2 separate regions of the Bombyx mori genome follow, and region 1 is linked to region 2. Evidence: chromatin contacts called from public Hi-C data. All regions are on one chromosome and are shown on one strand. Each heading gives the region's core, a stretch centred on a gene start, on an enhancer-like site or on the middle of the called end of the contact. The rest is flanking DNA. Distances are from core to core; before and after follow the strand shown. Region 1 overlaps LOC692927 (calmodulin). Region 2 holds the start of LOC692927 (calmodulin).

Evidence for each region. Hi-C and Micro-C count contacts between places; a contact is called where the count stands out from the background.
Region 1: a contact with region 2 is called in a Hi-C map of posterior silk gland, with 1.9 times the contacts expected there. The contact joins the enhancer-like site here to the promoter of LOC692927 in region 2. A contact is called at or near these places in 7 of 7 Hi-C or Micro-C datasets (middle silk gland, midgut, posterior silk gland and 2 more).

What each region holds. Positions count from the first base shown.
Region 1 is chr23:679,012-681,711 of ASM3026992v2, forward strand. It overlaps LOC692927 (calmodulin), which reads left to right. Exons shown (of 4, transcript NM_001046769.1): 4 at 1,787-2,114. The coding sequence ends at 1,815. Among protein-coding and RNA genes, the nearest start is that of LOC110384731, 17 kb to the right of the region's middle. Within about 2 kb of position 1,335, at least 6 of the 8 cell types and tissues checked have open chromatin away from gene starts, as enhancers often do.
Region 2 is chr23:643,879-646,719 of ASM3026992v2, forward strand. LOC692927 (calmodulin) reads left to right here and starts at 1,331. Exons shown (of 4, transcript NM_001046769.1): 1 at 1,331-1,412. The coding sequence starts at 1,410.

The DNA of each region.
Region 1 (2,700 bases), core at 85-2,584, 35 kb after region 2:
TGAGCTCTCCGCAGAGTAGTAGTAGTGTTCACGCTTCCAGTCTTGTACACCTGAGCAAAACCAGTGAATAGATGTGCCCTTTGTTCCTGCTTGTAGTGCATCCAAGTTTGGTGGTTCGCTAAGTGTGTTCCATCCGTTTATTGAAAAATGATTTCCGATTACGCGCTCCAGAATAGTGCGCTTTGAAATGGTTAATGGTTTTCGTTCGCATTATTTTACATTCATAAACCTGTCGAAATCGCCTATTTGTTAGTTTTGCTCTGCTTGTCTGTCATTTGTATGTGAATGAATGTACAGGCTGTGCTTTTTGAAGTGATTTTCACAGTAAATTTGAATACATTAATTAGTCGTGCAAACGTATAACTTTTGTTTGTACGAATGTCTAGTGTGATTTTCGCTTTGAACACAGCTTAACAAATATTTTGGGATCTTTGTTTTTATTCAAAAATGTCAGTAGTATCGGATCCCAAATTGTAAATGTGATTTGGGTCTTCGTTACGCTGTTATTGTAGCCATTATTGATGTGAAATAAACGTAATGAAGGCCCTGCCGGAAATGAAAAGATACAACTAGACGTGTTGTACTACGCAAGCACCTCTCGAAGTAAAGCGGGCGCGCAGTGAGGCTCGGTCCAGCATGTCGATAGACCCCACCGCACGAACTAACGCCAACCGTCGTGCTTGCCCGCCCCAATGCTCCGCCATTTATTTATAAACTGACTCGACATTATACTTCTCGTAAAATCATTTTTGCTCAGTAATCCCACGCGTCGTGTAGACTTGATTTACGAACACCATGTTCGCGTTGATCTCTTTGAAAGCGAGACGTTGATTAATTTATTGAGTTATTGTTTGAAAGCGGCGGTCGGGCGGTGCTCGAGGAGCCGCCCGCCCGGCCGCCGGCGCTTCGCATGTGCCGCCTGCGTCTGTCTGCATGCGTCTACTGCCGGCCAGAGTTGGTGGACCGTATCATCCGACCGAGCGTTCTCTCTCTTGCAGACTTCCATGCACTCGCCCAAATCATATTCGGTCGCGGCGAGGGCGGCCGCTAGCGCTCGCGCACCATCCGCAATCGTGATATTAGTACACTAGCATCACTAGCATCACTAGTGTCCATAAGAAAAGACTACGATAACGCTGTGATCTCGAAACGATTTCCTCTTGTAGTGTGTAGCGATCGGTGCGATTGTCGGACGGCGTGCGGCGAGTGCGGTGCGATTATAGGTATACCCCAGTCTTAATCTGAATGGTTTGCTGCTCGTCATTACATGTACCTGCCTTGGACACGTTAGCCGCTCCCCGCTCTCCGTCCCCCTCTCTCCGCCCCCTCTCTCTCTCTCTCTCTCGCTGTTCGTCGATCCTGTCTCGCGCGGGGCACGGTCGACTCTTTCCTATTGATTGGTGCATGCGTCTAATATTTGTATATAAGTTTTTCCAAGAGAAATACCACCTGGCGATATCGAGGGGCGCTTCCCGCCGCGTCGCGCTTACGTCAGAGGGTGGTATTTCCCACAGTCCCTTGTAGTGGCATGCCGAGGTAACGTTTATGTTCCGGTACGTTGTTAGCGCGCGCCGCGTCGGACTCACCGCCTCCGCTGATCTGTCCGATAGCTGTTATTAGTGCATCTCTATCACTGTCGGTTATTTTTTCGTTGTGTGTAATATTTTTGTGTTAACACTCTTATCTTAGCCACGTCACGTTATGCGAGGTGGGTCCGCGTGCGGCCGCGGCGCGTGATGATGCCCCAGGGCGACTTGTAATGCCTGCGTTCTGCTTCTGTTTTCAGAGTTCGTCACCATGATGACGTCGAAGTGAGCCGCCGGCTAGTGTGTGTGTAAAAAGCAGAGAATTTAAATATACATTTTGTTTCATGACACACAATATTAGCATCGTATTGGACCTGCATTTCTCTAGTGTTTGCGATAAATTAAATACTGTCATCGTTTCAGTTAGGAAGTTCGCGCGGCGGCGCGGGCGGCCCCTCGCCCCCCGCCCCGCCCCCTCTTTTTATTTAGATTTAAAGTATTCCGTTAATTTAACTATGTAAGAGAAGTTTAACTGTAGCGGTACAAAGGGAAGACGTCCGGTGTGCGTCGCAATGTGATGGTATAAGTGTCGGGCTCGTGTCGGCTCCTAACTTATATTTGTGTATATGTGTGCGTGCGTGCCTCTGTGCGCGGCGCCCGCACCTTCCGATGCATACACTATATATATTTATAAAGTACGTGAGAAAAAAAATCATTGGAAAATCCCAAAAAAATGTGTATTCTGTGTCCGCAAGTAGCCAGCCCGAGGCGACGCCTCGCTCGCTCGCTCCGTGTACATTCATTAATGTAATAAATGTTTAAAAAAATTTAACTAACTCGGTTAAACGAATAAATTAGATTTATCGATACTGCATTGTAATTGTATTTGTGTAAATGACTTAATAAAATATTATTATATTTCTATTGTTGGTAAAAACTTAATTCTATCGAAATGGAAAGTAAATCCGCTCTGTTATTATCTTACCACGTTTGATTCATTCTGTTATAAAATTTTACAAAAGACATACTGAAAATAAATGTTTCTTCATTTTTAGGTCAATAAGGATCGGTGTTTCATTTCACGGAACCTCCACCCCACCCCCTTCTTCACTTTTATTTAATGTCACCTATTGTGTCTGTGCACCTCTAGTTTTAATCCCGTTTGTATGCGGTC
Region 2 (2,841 bases), core at 81-2,580:
GTGATGTGTTTCTTGACTTGCATAAAATCGATACTTACAATCGACAATCGATTGTTTAATAAAATTGACAATTAATTTTTTCTCTTAAAATGAGTTAAAATTTTTAATATTATAATATTATAACTTTAAAACCATCTAATCTGAAAGGATGAAATGAACATTATTTAAATATAAGGTTTTACAGTACAGAATTCGTGATTGCCCCTTTAGCTACAAAAAATCTTTTTATGGAAATGATAAATTAAAGTTATAATCTGCATGCCTTTCATTACATTCATTTTCGTTTCTATAATATCTTCTACAATGTAATAAGAATCTCTTTGTGACTAGTACTAATCTTACGGGGTTCTTACAATGAATGCTTCATAAATATTTCCGACGTGTGTTTTTAATTACATCTCATTGCACACATTGTAAATAAAAATCCTCAAATAACAGTGTCAAGCTAGGTTTTTCTTGTATTATGTATACTGGAAATATATACACGAGACGAGAACAAATATACCTAGAGCCCCAGATGCTAAAAATATTTAAGATACTAAATCGAACCTGAAGCCTTTGTTTGATTTTTCAGGGTCAATAAACACGTAAACAATAAAGCGATCATAAACAATCTACAAGTTCATATTTTTAGTCTGCTTTTACGTATCTTTAAATAAAAGAGATTACTTTGGTAGGTACTATCATAATTCAATTGTCTATATTAATTGGTAGGAAATTATGGTAATTGTTTTTTTGTTTTTTAATTTTTTATTATTTCCGGCATTCCGATTGTGTGCGAATCATACGGAAGATGATATTGCGACAAGATAGGGCAACGTTTACTTTCAGTAGGAATGCGTGTGTGGGGGCGCGGCGTCGGGAAGCCCGTGTTATCTCGTTAGCGGCGCCTGCGGGCGGCACTGCGGCGCGGATCTGGGGCAGCGGCGCTCGGGAGCGGGCACGGGCGGGCGCCGCTCTCGCTGGCGTGGGGCTCGCGGCCGCAGTGACGCATTGCAGGTGCGCGGCGGCCAATCGGCGCGCGCCGGTTCGCGCTCTACGCCGCCGCACCCGCCCCTTATAAAACCGACTATCCTTTGCAGAGCAAATTTAATCCTGTGTTGTGCGTCCCGAAACATGGACTTGGACGTTCCGAGGATAATCATTGTGTAGACCGTTTCCGCCCTGCAGCTTGCGAAACTAACCTTCTCGTGAACGAAAGACGGATATGACAGTGCGACGAATCGAGTAGTCGATTCGGAACGATTCGCGGCCGAGCTCGATCCGAACCGCGATCCCGAGTTTCTCAGCGAGGCCACTCGCGCGAGTGAGGGCGGCAGTATCGTTTCAGCCGTCGGTCCGTGCGGTCGCTTTTGCGGCGTAGTCTGTGATTTTTTAGTGTAGCTCCAGATAATCCAAGTTAATCTACAATGGTGAGTGCTATTTCTATTGAAAGGTGTCGGGAGTGCCTTCAGAAGATCACGAGGAACAGTTTCCGGGTCGTATTTCGGAGAAGTTATGCATCGGTGTTTATAGTGATGACGGCCTCCATTATATTATTGTGATGGCCGTTTTTTTTACCGCATTGCGGATTCGAGAAGTATCAGAAGGCGTAACTGAAGCCTCACAGCGAGGCTTTCGAAATAGATAAACTTCAAAGCAGTGTTGAAAGCTTTAGATTTTGCGATATTTAAAAACGAGCCTATGCAGAAACAACGGTCGCCATAATCTAATAGGTGGTGCCGGTGAAATTACGTTCTTTAATTTGCAGTAGGCCGTTAATGTCGGTTGAAATGGCGCAGGGACGTCGTTGGAAAGAAAACAAATGGCTTTGTAGTTTGGGCATATTGTCGAAAGGCCGCGGCCGCTGTTATGAGGATCGATCGCCGGGCGCAACTGTCAAACGCTCGTTGACTCATCGTCATTATCTGATATTGTACCTACGTAAAACTCTTTTCGTTAGACCGTGTTGTTGTACATAACATATCATCTGCTGTGAAATTCCATAATGGTAACTAAACTTGTCGCTTTCATCGTCGTACGGTGCCACTTATAGTAACAATCATGTAAATAAGTTTTTGTTTATCAAACCAAAACTACAGCTGTAATTCTTTTTCTTTTTTTTTTCGAAAAAGTTTAACATGCTCTTGTTATATTTTAAAAGCTGAATTCTGGTGTCTTACACCAAAATTTCCTTTGCTTGAAGTTACAGAAATTAAGAATAAATCGACGCTTGAAAGGCAAACTTGACTAAGCGACTATAACTGCTTTGTACATAAATGATAAGCAATAACCATATTCAGTGCGCAACGAAAAATAAATTTGTAGGTCTATTAAAATCATTTCAATCATACAGCTAGATTCATTAAAATAAATTTTGTTTTCAGGTATTTCAACTTTAAATTAGTCTACTGTAAAGTTCACGCATTATCGCTTAGTCACGTTTGCCTTTCAAGCTTCGATATGAATACTTGAAATCACAAGGATCGGTGTAGTCCCTATTGCCTACAGTATTACAGTTTGTTCCTGACTAAATCCCTAGCCATTATTTTTTCTATTTTATTTCAGCGGAGAATACTCATACTCGTGTTTAAAAAAATTCATTGAAAGTTTTTTGCCAGTAAAATAATGGGGATTGGGTATGTGGGGTATAATGGTGATATTTTCCCTGCAGCCATTCAAAGTTTTTGTTATGATTTATTTATTGTTCTAAGTTCGCAGATCATGGCTATGAATGTATATAAATTCATACAGAAAGAATCTGCTTTTTAATCTTATTCTAATCTTTAACTATTTTTTTACATCCATTGTTCTAGTAATAACTGTGCTACTCAATAAAATGAAGTCATGAAATGTTAGCTT